Regions from separate parts of the Mus musculus genome. Here regions 2 and 3 are each linked to region 1. A link is a contact called in public promoter capture Hi-C data. All regions are on one chromosome and are shown on one strand. The core of a region is the stretch at or near the end of the contact, and the rest is flanking DNA. Distances in the headings are between cores, read along the strand shown.

Region 1 (4,486 bases), core at 1,704-4,203:
AAACAAAACAAAAACCTTATAACCAGTTTACAGATCTCTCTCTCTCTCTCTCTCTCTCTCTCTCTCTCTCTCTCTCTCTCTCTCTCTCCCTCTCTCCCGCCCTCCCTCCCTCCCTCTTTCCCTTTTGCCTCTGTGTGTGTGTGTGTGTGTATGAGTGTGTGTGTGTGTGTGTGTGTGTGTGTGTGTGTGTGTGTGTGTGTGTGTGTTTGCTATACAATAATAAAAAGGTACATTTTGTTAGCTCTGGCACTTATGAAAATCACAATGGACTCTTCTTCAACTTTCTAAAAACAATAAAACATTCATGGAAAATAATGCCCTTTCTCCTCCGTTTTTTTTTCTTTGTTTTGTTTTGTTTTGTTTTTGTTTTTTGTTTTGCAATCTCCAATTAGTTTGCAAAGGACACAAACAACACACACATCAGAATGAAAGATTCTTGCCTTAGTAGGCAATTTCCTAGAGGGAAATGGGGGTATTGGGTGAGCAGAGTGGGGTGAGCACAAACACCTTCCACACAGCTCAGTGAACAGAAGCCTGAAGTTAAATGGCATTTCTGCCTGGGAAGTGTTGCACCTTGAGAGAACACTGAGATGCCCTGCATCACTCCCCAACTTCAGCCAAAAGGTGGTGTCATCTTTCTCACCACTAAACACATTTAAGACAAGGCACCCCAACTGAATTTTGCCTCGTCCCCAACTGTTAGCATCTTCAACTGGCCCAGTTGGCAATGAGTCTTCTTCTTACCTTTGTCCGGGTATAAAATGTAAAGGAAAGAGGAAAAAGAAGGAAAGTTATTCAATCCAGAGAGGCAGAGGTCTTTTGGATTCTGAATCAATATTTGGATATATACTTTGTTCACTTTGGTGAACCACAAATACTTATTTAGGAGACTTAGTTCTTTCAGCTAAGCGGGACAGCAAGTGGGACAGTCCTGAAGGCAAAAGAAGTCACCCTCCACATCCTACTTGGAAGTGCTCATTTGGATCTTCCTGGAGTCCAAGCTGGGGCGATTTCATCACTTGCCCTCAAGTCCACAAAGCTTCCAAGTTTAAAGGGAAGCCAGAAAGCAGCACTTTCTCTTCTGTGCCTTCAGACGTGGCCTCCTCCTTGAGGTGAAGGCTCTACCTTGGGATTTCTTGGAATACTGGGTTATCCACTTCCTTGACTATACACGGGAGAAACACTCACGGTTTTTGTGGAGACTCTCCAGGACTTCATGGTGTCTGCTGAAGTATTTGTCCTCCAGAGTCCTTTTGCAGATTTGTATGGAATCTTACTGGTCAGCACCTGGCTGTTAAGAGAGATGCTTGGATGCTCAAACTCGTTTTCAGTTCTGCAATCTACCGCTGAAGACTTGCACTGGAACCTGGAGCCCCGGCGATGTGGCGGAAATGCTTGGAGACTGCGCGGCGGGAATCGCAGCCCCAGCCAATGCTCCTCCGGAATCAAATAACCAGCAAGTAGATCGCATTGCTAAATCCAGGGGCGAACCACCCAGGGATAAACAGGAGTGGAACCTGGTCGGAAGCAAAGAGAGGAGCCCAGAGAAGGGAAGAGAAAACTGGAGCAGTTACCACTTAAAGTACTCCAGGCTGAGTTCATCTCTCAAAAGGCAGCTGTGTGGGTCTTGATTACGCGTGGGTGCCTGTGCGCGCACTTGGATAGGGCCCGTGGGTGTGCCTGAATATGCACGCCCATGTGAATTCGCAAGGCAAGGGTAAAGCCTCAGGGTCTACTGGGAGCAAAATTCCAGAGCATCCTATTCTGGGAGGAACAGTATGGTGCAAATAGGCAAGGAAGTGCTCCTTGATAGCCAGTATCCCCCTACCCACCCCCCCTCAATTCTTCCATGCAGGTTTGGTTCAGGTTGGTGTTTGAACTTAGAGGGAGGCACAGAAACCAAAAATCAAGTGCTCATCAACTCTATCCTGAAAGGACTAGCTTCAAACCACTCCACATACTGTCTTTAGGGGGTTTCTGTGAGCTTGGCTGGGGTCTGAGACTGGGGATTAACTGAGAACCTGGGAATCTTGGCAGGATTCCAAGAGTAAAGCCAGGGAGGGCCCTACCCAATGTTTCCCCAAGAGGCTCTTTTTTTTTTTTTTTTTTTTTTTTTTTTTTTCCTTTCCTCTGTACCACACCTCTCTCTGGCTCCACATCCTTCCCCCAGTGCAGGTGACCTCGGTGGCCAGGCCTTTCTGAGGACTACTCAGGTCCCATAAAGCTCTGTGCACTAAAATGTGGTTAGCTTCATCACTTCTTCATGCCTGGTACCTACTGGGCAGATTCTGCAAAGTAAATGTTCATTTTGGAATCCGCTTCCATCTGATTCATAAGCAACCCCCCCCCACACACACACACACACACACACTCACACACAGACTAGGGAACACTGGAAGTCGGCCTTCAGTGCCTGGGAGTTTCAGCGAGAAGCTCTTAGGCTGGGATTTTTTCCGCCAGGTTGGAGCTAATCACTTGTCACAGTGCCTAATGACACAGCCTGGCTGGGTGACACCTTTTTTTTTTTTTTAATTTTTATTATTTTTTTTTAAATTTAAATCATTATTCCCTTATTCACAGGTCAGTGGGCGACTAGATCAGGCAGTTCATTTCCAACAGAGGGATGCCCCAGAAGTTAGCTTTCTCCCTTCAGGTTTTCCACCGCTTCCCCTCCCCCCTTCCTGCAACGCCCCCGCGCCTCCTCTGCTTAGGGATTTGTAGGCACGGCGCTAACCCTCTCCTTGCGCCCGCGGAAAATCGGTTCTCTGAACACATCCAGCCCGAAGTCTCAAAGGCCGAGAGCACAGCTGCTACTGCTTGGGGTGTCTCCTGTTTCTAGGGTTCTGGGAGGTGCGGCCGTTCTCGTCACTGCAGCTAGGGACCGGCTCTCGGCCGCGCGCCCGCCGCCGCCGCCGCCGCCGCCGCCTCCATGCTGCAGCGCGGAGCGCAGCTCCTCTGGGCCGGCGTTGCCTGCTCGCACCACGCTGGGGAGCGGCTCTCCCAGGCCTGCCGGGGCGGCGGCTGCCTGCCCGGACTGCAGCTTCCCGCCTTGAGCCTGAGCTGAGGACTCGTCCCAGGGCCTCAGCCAGCGGGAGGGGCGCCCACCGCGCTGTGTGCAGCGGCGCAGGGAGGTGGTGAGCCCGTGCAGAGCAGCCGGAGCTGTGTGTGTGTGTGTGTGTGTGTGTGTGTGTGTGTGTGTGTGTGTGTGTGTGTGTGTGTGTGTTCGCCTGCGAGCTTTTCTTCTTCCCTTGAAGATGTGAGATGTGAATGGCTTCTTAGCTAGCTGGTCCTTAGGATTCTGGACTTTGTGGAGCTGTGGGCACAACGCACCCATGTAATTCATGTTGTGTGGTCGGTTATCTTAGGGGAAAAAAAAAAGGCGCAACTCGACGGGGGTGGGGCAGATCCAGGAAACATTCTGGAAAGGAGAAATAGAAAGAGAGAGGCGTAGAAATGTGAATATTGAAAGACCTGAGAAGACTTTTGGAATCTCCCGGCTGGCCCTTCAGTTTTCCCGGCACTAATCTGGAGGTTTTCCACCTTTTCAAGTCATCTTGGTGTTCCTCTAGTGTTTTGTAAGCCTCTTTTCAGCTAGCTGCGTGTGTGTATGCGTGTGTTTGTGCGCCTGTGTATGTGCGCGCGCCTATCAGATGCATTTGACAGTCTTTTTTCCAACTGCCCAGAAGCAAACGTGTTAACTCAGAGATGCCCCTCCGTGCCCAGGTTCTCGCAGAGCATGGAGGACACCCAGACCGGTTTTCCAGGCTGGATTCTGGGAGGCTGATGGGCTGTGAACCCAGGTGTAAGGATCACTTAATCCAGAGGCTTGGAAAGTGGCTGTATTAACGAGCTTCCAGGTACATCGCAAGGTCAAGAGAGGGACTTGCAGCTGTATTAATTCCCTGCATCTTGACTTTCCTGTTTTGGTCCGAAGAATATGAATGTGTCTGTCCACAACATTTGAAGCCCAAACTTCAGCACTCCGAGCTGGTTTACTGTACAAACAAGGTAATGAGGATTGCTTTTCAAACTGCTTAACGAATCCCCGACGCTTCCACAGCCCTTCCAGGACTCCCTTTCTGCCCAGCGAAATGTCACCAGCTTTTGAATTCCAAGGATTTGGCTGCAGGAGAACTTGAAGGAAACGTGATCAAAGGGCTATGTGAGAACGCGACTGCTCTTTTTGCCGGTAGGCTGGTGGGCTTCCGGACCGGATCTTGAGAAGGACCAGAACTGTTTCTCCCTCCCGGTGCGGTTCTGGGAGTGCTTGTGCAAGTGTGAGTGCGCGCGCGCCCGGCTGAGAATGTGTGAGTGTGTGTGAGCGTGTCTCTGTGTGTGCGCGGCCGCCCTGCTTCTGCCCGCTCCCCGGGCGCGGAGCCACCGGTTTGGGCGATTTGCGCTGATTCCCCACCCAGCGCGACCTGCGAGCAGCGAAGGCAGGGGCAGGAGCCACCTCTCTGACTCCCTAGGATGCGGGTGCTGAGCT
Region 2 (4,256 bases), core at 39-2,538, 2.1 Mb before region 1:
CTTTCTCCTTTCTTTTGCAGCTAACAAAGGAAATTTACCTGATCAGCCTACACCCTTTCAAGGAGCTAGTGAGCATTAGTGGTGCAATGTCATATTCTTCTAGGATGAAAATTAGAATTGTAAAACAAGGGATTTATGTGACTATGTCATTAGCTAAGGTTATGACTCTGGCTGATAGGGTCTCACACATCATGAGATGGAATGCTAGAATGGACTGGGAAGTGATATGGTGGCTGTTGCCTGTCCTCCTTGTTTGTGAGGTTGCTACTGGTGCTACTGGTGGTACTGGAAGCAAGCTAAGATATTTTGGAACCAGTGTTGTAGATTTCTGTTCTTCCATGGAGAAGTATAAATGCTATTATGATACGGTGGCCTCATTGCACTTTTTGTGCATTTCCATGAGCTAAATGTCAAATCATTGTGTGTGTGTGTGCATGTGCGTGTCCATGTGTGCGCGCGCGCGCGCGTGTGTGTGTGTGTGTGTGTGTGTGTGTGTGTGAGAGAGAGAGAGAGAGAGAGAGAGAGAGAGAGAAAGAGAGAGAGAGAGAGATATTTTTGCTCAGGCCTGGAGTTGTAGTTCAGTGGTAGAACTCTTGTTGCACATACAAAGATCCCCAGATTCAATGTTTAGTAATGCAAACAAACAAACAAAGAAACAAACAAAAAACAAGCTAACAAAGAAATGTTCCTAGTATGAATAAAATCACCGAAGCAGCAAAACAGTGAATGTGATAATAGTGCATATGTAGCATTTTTTTCATGAAAATTATATTGTTATTTAACTAGATGGAAAACTTGATAGAATCAGAGTCACAACAAAAAGTTAGCAACAATGGAAATTTACATATACCGGCAGTAGTACTTGTTTTTACAATTACAGTGTCACTTTATTTTGTTTATTATGATTTAAACATGTTGTTGGATGTACATACTTTTAGCTTTTATATACATTTTAGGCCTTCCTATAGGCTTGTTAGTGGTCATTTTTAGTACGTAGGAAAAACAGAAAATAACATTTTAAAATGTAGTCTTTATTTTGGTGAAGTCTGATCAGATCATTTAAAGTATATAAAGTCTGGAACACTTGTCATGTATTAAAATAGTTTGATACAGATTATTCTCTTAGAGCAAAGCAACAGAGTACAGTGTCTGGCCAGCAAAGCAGTTCTCATACCATGGATGCCAATAATAATTAGATTAAAAATAAAAATTAAAGGGCGAGAGAAGGTGTAGAGTAACTACAGAATCAGACAGTAGGTGGCGCTGTTGCCTTTTCATTCTCATAACCTCATTTCTCAGGGAGTGGCTCCTTCCCAGTTACTGCTATTTTTTAAATCTTATTTGAGAACTCTACCAGGTTAAACAAGTTCATATATACTAAGATTTGGTTTTGAATCTTTTATTTACTAAGGATGTGACTATAAACCTTACATGTATACTTATGAAGAAGGTACTATGTCGGTTTTCTTATTAATTTTATATTCGGTAATTTTATAATGACGATCACCTGATTTTGAATGGATTCCATCGATAACTTGGAAGATAAGCTTGTCTTGATGCTTTTTTTGCACGAACAATCATTTCTCTTCTTTCTCACAGATTCTGATACGTGTAGTAGTGAATCTTGTTTGTGGTGACAATTTTGGAGATTTTCTTTCTTCCTTTTTTTTTTTTTTTTTAAACCACGTGAACGTGTGAACATGTTCACCAAGTTTCATGTAGAGAATACCTGGGCAATGTGTTTGTCAGGAGCCTTCAGAGTACTGTTTTTTCCCATCCCATTTCTCTCCTGCATAGGTTCTAAGTTTCTATTACAATACTTCTTTTTCAAGCTATTCTCTAGGATGCCCAACCCTCAGTTTCTCATTTCTTCTTGAATCACTTGCCAGATCGTATTGGCTCTATAATTACCATTTCTATCTCAGACTTTAAGTTGCAGGGCATATATTTGAAGCATACAACACACATGCATCTCTGGCTGAGGAAAAATTTGGGTGGTTTCTGGGTCAGGTTTGATTTCGCCATGAGAGACAGAACCTTCATTTTTTAAGTGGTAGAAACATAGCAAGAGCAGTCAGAGCACATAAAAACTTCCTTTTTCTAAGGGGAACCTTACTGTCCCCTTTATTCAGTGTACAGTTTTACTGTTGTACTGGGACATGCTGAGCCTGTGTTCTTCTTTTCAACTTGCAAAATAAGAAATTTGGACAATGTACCTTTCTCTGGAATCACCAGAGAAAATTTTGCTTATTAAACCTTAAAAAAAAGGACCTTATCATTCTACATAACCCATACTTTTGTAAAGATATGTCTTTGACTGTTTCTTAGAACTAAAACGCAGCTATGTCTTAAGCATTATTGGGAAGTTAAGATTTGTAGAATCATAGAAAAATTTAAAAATCACTATATGATGAAGTGCAATTAGCAAAGTTGATAAAATCTGGTACAATTCATGTACAATTCAAGGATTTTTAATGACATTAATTATAAATTTGACAATGTGTATATATTGTAACTACTAAAATAAATGTTAAAATAGTTTCTCTTTTAGAACTTGTCATTTGCAATCAGAGGCAAGTGATAAATATTAGGTTCTAACTTTGTAAATTTTGTTTTCAGTAGCAAATGTCTCCAAACTCTTTTATGTACCCCCTTTTCTTGCACTATACTGTGCATGTAGCAGGAATTCAGTAGTTATTTTGAGTCTTTATTAATTAACGTACGGGGCATCGAGAGGAAGGAGATGCCCCCAGTGCATTTTTCTGGGTCCTGAGTGAGTCAGTGGGCAACACCAACACCATGTTCAAATGCTCTCTAAAGAATGTATCTGCAATTGCTGGTATAAGCAACCTTCTGAATTGATGGAATAGAGAGGGAAGGAATGGCTAACCAGTGACTGGCCCATTTTGAGACCTATCCCATGGGCAGGTACCAATCTCTGGCACTACTACTGATGCTATGCTGTGCTTGCAGACAGGAACCTAGCATGGCTGTCCTCTGAGAGGCTCTACTAGCAGCTGACTGGGACAGATGCAGATGCTCACAGACAAACATGGAATGGAGGTTGGGAACCTCATGGAGGAGTTAGGGGAAAGATTGGAACACGGGTTCTCTGTGTTTGGCCATGTGCTGCATATCTTAGTAAGTATCCTAAAGAGAAATTTAGAAACAGGCTGTTATTAGTCTCTGTTAAAAATGATGGCGTTCAGAGACACATCATTGCTGTGGTCTGTTCCAGGTTATTATTTTTTCAGCTATTGACGAACCTTTAACATAGGCATAACTGGGCCTTAGTTAAAAATGTATACCTCATGAATGAATTTTTCTTATGAAGAAAGAAAATTGCCACCTATATTTTAGTGTGTATGTGAAGATTACAGTTGGTGCATTTACAGTAATCGCACATAGGTGTATATCTGTGGTGGTCAGTCTCCACCACATAGTAAGCTTGGATCTATTTGGAATCACCTAGGAGGCACACTTCTGGGCGTATCTGTGAAGACGTTTCTGGAGAAGTTTACCTGAGATGAGATCTGGTATAAATGTGAGCAGGGAGATGCCCATGGACTGAGATCCCAGACTAAATACAAAGGAGAAAAATGAGAAACACAGCTGAGTATTATTGATCTTTCTCTGCTTTTTGACTGTGGACACAAATATGATCAGTCACATCATGGTCCTGTTTTCAAGCCATTTCTGCCATGATGCACTTAGTGTATTGCTACAAACTGTGGCCCAAATGTTCTCCTTTATTCATTTATTTAATCTATGAATCTATGTATCTATCTATCTATGTATCTATCTATGTATCTATCTATGTATCTATCTATGTATCTATCTATGTATCTATCTATGTATCTATCTATGTATCTATCTATGTATCTATCTATGTATCTATGTATCTATGTATCTATCTATCTATCTATCTATCTATCTATCTATCTATCTATTAATCTAATCTAATCTAATCTAATCTAATCTAATCTACATCCCAAATGCTACCACCCTCCTGGTCCTTCCTCACAAAGTTCCTCCCCCATCCCCTTCCCTTCACCTCTGAGAGGGAAGTCCCCCTGCATCCCTCCATCCCCCAACCTTGGTGCATCAAGTCTCTGCAGGTTTAGGTGCATCCTCTTCTACCGAGGTCAGACAATGCAACCCTTTGCTACATAAGTACCCGGAGCTTCGGACCAGCCCGTGTATGCTTTTAGTTGGTGGCTCAGTCTCTGAGAGCTCCCAGGAGTCCAGTTTAGTTG
Region 3 (4,492 bases), core at 1,039-3,538, 2.3 Mb before region 1:
ATCTTAACAGATAAAATCAAAGCAAGGAAGTGGAATGGGTTCACGTGAAAGCTTAGGAAACAGGGCACTGGAAAAAATGGAGCCTTGTTCCCATAAATAATTTTTTTTCTTTTTTTTTGATTTTTTAAGACAGGGTTTCTCTGTGTGGCCCTGGCTGTCCTAGAACTCACTAACTCTGTAGACCAGGCTGGCCTCGAACTCAGAAATTCACCTGCCTCTGCCTCCCAAGTTCTGGGATTAAAGACGTGCACCACCACACCAGGTCTTGTTTTGTTTCTTGAGGCAGGAGTTCACAAAGCACATGCTGGCCTTGAACTTGCTCTGCACAAGATGATGACCTTGAACTCACTTAAGCTCCCTGCCTCTAGCTCCCAGGTCCCGGGATTCCAGATCTGTATCATGCCTGGCTTCCATACACAATGAGGCTAGAATACTTACAGTTTAACCTATTTGAAGCAGGGTTTCTCTGTGAAACCCTGGCTTTCCTGGAACTCACTCTGTAGTCCAGGTTGTCCTCAAAGGCAGAGATCCTCCTGCCTTTGCCTCCCAAGCTCTAGCTTTAAAGGCGTGTGCTGCCACCACCCTGCTTAAACTCTTGATTTAATTATAGATCACGAAAATATGTATGACACATATGACTTAGTATTAATCACAATCTATTCTCAACTCTATTTAACATAAAGATGGTGGGATATAGATTGTGGAAGGAAGGACACTGCTTAGAGGAAAACTGCCACACAACAGCATGTACATCACTTGACCTAGTAAGCACCCAGTTCTGCTCTCTACAGTACAATATTTTCTGCCCTGACCCTAGCAGTGTTGGAATGTCCAATCACTAATAATTATTTGTAAACTGCTGCAATTATTTTTCTTCCAAATTAAGAGTGACATTGTAAGTTTGGAATGAATATCCAGATAAAGAAAATATAAATATGGTTTGGCAGGCACTAGACTTTCATAGGGACTCTGTGCTGGAGTCCGAATATGGGCCATGAGCTCTAGGTGGAATTACACTAAAGTCCTGATGCACAATGAGTCTCATACTTAACCCCCACAGTATGCCCAGCTCCTTTATCCCACCCCAAGTTAGGTAGCGTTACTTTTGTGTGAATCACTGGGAGTAAGTCCAGCCTGATGGTGTATGGGATGCGGCTTCAAGTCTGACAATTTTCCTCCCCTAATGATTTTAACTAGCACTCCTCCCAGTCTTTGGACATGGCCCAGGCTAGTAAAACTATTTCAGGTAAGAAAAGGACTGTTAAAGAATTCTTATAGGTTAATTCTTGTAATCATGGACATCAGCAAGGAAACTTACTCACCTCGTCACTATGAATTAATTACCCATCACCAATGGTCAAATTCAGAATCAGAAAACCACCTTATTTTTTTGTACAGGCCTCACCCTTAACTCACAACTTTCCCACGCATAAGATAATGGCATTGCCCAGCAGCTCTAGCCCATGGACAAGAACGGATGAATGAAAGCATGCCTGAGACGCTCCAGGAGTCCCGTTATCACCTCTTCTGTCTCCGGAAATAGTCTGGTCAGGAACGGATAGCTGCACCTACACAAGGCCATCCTGAGGCCGGCCGGCACACCCCACGGGATCTTTCCCAAGGCCAGCGGAAGGCCAGACCCTCTCGGTCCCCACGCAAGCCTACCTGTTGTTCCGGATGCTGAGCAGCACGCACAACACCAGCTCCAAGTAGATGCGCAGTACTTCCAGCCAGCGGGAGGAGAGCTGCAGGGCCTCCCCGTCTTCCCCTCCGGTGCCCGTGTCGGTGCCGCCGCCGCTACCGCCGTCGCCCGGGCCGCCGCCTCCGCTCAGATAATTCTCCGCGGCGAACTCAACCCGCAGCTCCCGCACGAACCAGCCGCACTTGCGCATGAGGAACTCTAGCCGCGGCTGCTCCGCGGGCGAGACGCGGAGGCAGATGCGGAGCTGGGGCCACAGCGCTGGGTAGAAGAGGCACTCCCGCCAGTGCGAGCAGGAGGCCGAGGCCCGCAGCCGGTCGGGCGCCGGCAGAAAGGAGAAGATGTGCACGATGAGCTCGCTGGGCAGCGACGCGGCGCCGGCCGCCTGCCCGCACAGAGCCATCCGGCTCGGCCGCCGGCCGCCCGTCCCCGGCCGCCTGCGCAGTCCTCGCAGCAGCCCCCGCAGCCGGCGCAGCTGCAGCAGCCGCAGCCGCTGCCGCCGCCGCCACCGCACCAACCGGGCGGCCCCGGCTCGGGTTCGCGCTCCCGGCGGTCGGGGTTGCGGCACTGACAAGAACAACAACATCAATGACAAGGAAGAAGGGGGCGGAACCGTCGTGCGCCTCGGCGGAACCAAGTGCACTCGGACCGGCTGAGAGGGGGGAAAAGCTGGCGCGGGGAGGCCTGCACGCCGCTGACTTTCCGTACCGCAAGCAAGTGCTCCCCGGCCGGCCCGGGCAACGACCTCGAAATCCTCTCTCGAACGGACCAGGGATGCGGAGGCGACCGCGCTGCTTCCGAGGAAACCGTGGTTCTCCCGGTACCCGGACGCGGAGGCTCGGTAGTGGTAGGGACTGAGAGTGACGTCACGGCGACGGGCGGAGCCTGGCGCGGCTTTGCGAGACTTCCGGAACCGGGGGAGCTCCTGGTTGCCTGGATCGCGCGGCACGTGACCGTTGACGTCAGCGACCCGGGGCGGGGCTAGAGGCGTGGGGGCGGGGCCACTCTGGGCGTCCCTCGCCGGGTAGGTCTGGCCCTTGCAGCGTGCTCGAGGCGGAACCCCGGCGTGCTGCGCTAAGTCCCGACGCTTTCTCATTCGCTGGGCTGAGGTCGCGGCGCCCGAGGGCTCGCACGCCGGCTTCTTTTTACATCTTGTTCAGAGCAGGACAAAATCGGCTTCCCAGGAAAGGCGGATCGTGGCGGCACGCGGACCTTCCTCTTCCGACGTGCGGAGGCCGCACACGCCCCATTGCTGAACCAGTGACGGCAGCGCCACCTTTCGTCTTTAGAGGGGCAGGAAAAAAATGGCTAACGATTTTCATCTTGAGGGCTGGTACCCAGACTTAAATGCTCTCTGAACCCTTGTCTGCAAAAGTTCTGTATAATTAGTATGTTTTATTAATAGCTAACGATCACTTAGTGGTAACATCAAATTAGGAAGTTAAGACAGGTTTTAATTTTCAGTTTCTTAAAGTCATTGAAGTGTTTGTGAAGAGAGCTGTGGATACCTCTTCAGTGTACCACTGTACTTCTGTAACAACACACCCCTGTATACAAAAGTAACATGGATGAAATAAAGTAGCTATTTTGATAGTCTCTGATACTCCTACAAATAAGTTGGAGAGGAGAGCTTTTCTTTAGTTTGGTGCCCCCAAAGAAAGGGATTTTAAAAACAGCCCTTCACGTTCTCAGCATGCGAAGTATCTCAGTCAAATTGTAGGAAGCAGCGATATCTAAAGGGTTAAGAGATTTTTTTTTTCTTTTCGTTTTTCGAGACAGTTTCTCTGTGTAGCCCTGGCTGTCCTGGAACTCACTTTGTAGACCAGGCTGGCCTCGAACTCAGAAATCTGCCTGCCTCTGCCTCCCGAGTGCTGGGATTAAAGGCGTGTGCCACCACGCCCGGCGTGGTTAAGAAATTTTATGTCTGCTGCTTCAAACCACACTAAGAAACTAGCTAGTCTAGATATCTTTAGCTCTGTGATGTAACAGCAGACCTTCTGTCACATTTCTTTTATACAGTTTGGTGTCACGAACCTAGTAAACTACCAATAATAGTATTTTTTTGTTTTTGTTTTTGGTTTTTGTTTTTTGTTTTTTGAGACAGGGTTTCTCTGTATAGCTCTGGCTGTCCTGGAACTCACTTTGTAGACCAGGCTGGCCTCGAACTTGGAAATCCGCCTGCGTCTGCTTCCCGAGTACTGGGATTAAAGGCATGTGCCACCACGCCCGGCTCAATAATAGTATTCTTTTACCTCTAAATTTACATCAGCTCAGTTGGTACTTTGAATAAAAAATGTATTCCAGGTAGGTCATTTCTTTGAACCCTTGTCTGTAAAATTCTATGTAATTACCGTTTTATAAGCATTCAATGAACATTAAGTGGTAACAGTAAATCAGGGAATTAAGACTTGGATTTGGACTTCAGTTTCAAAGTCATTTAAGTATTTTGAAGAGAGCCGTAGACTTCTGGAGCTCCACTTTAGTTTACACCTCTGTTATGGCTATTCTTGGATGCCAGTGTGACTATATCTGGAATGAAGTACAATCCAGAAATGGAGGGCAAACTTGTGAAAGATATTCTGCTTGGTTTGAAGTGGGTAGATTTACTTCTAGTTGGGACCTTTGAGGTGAAAGACAAGCCTGATTTGGATCTTGAGACAGGAAGACACACCTTTAACCTGGGCCACATCTTCTGTTGGAAGTCTACATGTGGGGCTGGAGAGATGGTTAAGAGCACTGCCTGCTCTTCCAGACGACCTGAGTTCAATTCCCAGCAACCACATGGTAGTTCCC

What was found. Promoter capture Hi-C pulls out the DNA fragments that hold promoters and counts their contacts.
Region 2: a promoter capture Hi-C map of hippocampal neurons shows a contact between it and region 1, with 27 times the contacts expected there. The contact joins the enhancer-like site here to the promoter of Lrfn5 in region 1. A contact is called at or near these places in 8 of 39 promoter capture datasets (the 3T3-L1 cell line, cranial neural crest, embryonic stem cells and 5 more), 5 of 484 Hi-C or Micro-C datasets (cerebral cortex, cortical neurons, forebrain and 1 more) and 7 of 115 datasets of contacts at active chromatin or transcription factors (SST interneurons, VIP interneurons, embryonic forebrain and 4 more).
Region 3: a promoter capture Hi-C map of hippocampal neurons shows a contact between it and region 1, with 8 times the contacts expected there. The contact joins the promoter of Fbxo33 here to the promoter of Lrfn5 in region 1. A contact is called at or near these places in 3 of 39 promoter capture datasets (cranial neural crest, embryonic stem cells and hippocampal neurons), 1 of 484 Hi-C or Micro-C datasets (cerebral cortex) and 2 of 115 datasets of contacts at active chromatin or transcription factors (astrocytes and stem cell-derived neural progenitor cells).

Annotation. Positions count from the first base shown.
Region 1 is chr12:61,520,214-61,524,699 of GRCm38.p6, forward strand. It overlaps Lrfn5 (leucine rich repeat and fibronectin type III domain containing 5), which reads left to right and starts at 2,954. Exons shown (of 6, transcript NM_001310586.1): 1 at 2,954-4,486. Gm20063 (predicted gene, 20063) reads right to left here and starts at 1,607. Exons shown (of 3, transcript NR_045049.1): 1 at 745-1,607.
Region 2 is chr12:59,381,738-59,385,993 of GRCm38.p6, forward strand. No RefSeq gene overlaps it. Among named protein-coding and RNA genes, the nearest start is that of Gm51997, 110 kb to the right of the region's middle. Within about 2 kb of position 1,289, at least 4 of the 459 cell types and tissues checked have an H3K27ac peak or open chromatin away from gene starts, as enhancers often do. A contact at or near this core is called in cortical neurons, forebrain and hippocampal neurons, where this site is marked.
Region 3 is chr12:59,217,195-59,221,686 of GRCm38.p6, forward strand. It overlaps Fbxo33 (F-box protein 33), which reads right to left and starts at 2,289. Exons shown (of 4, transcript NM_001033156.4): 1 at 1,666-2,289. The coding sequence starts at 2,285.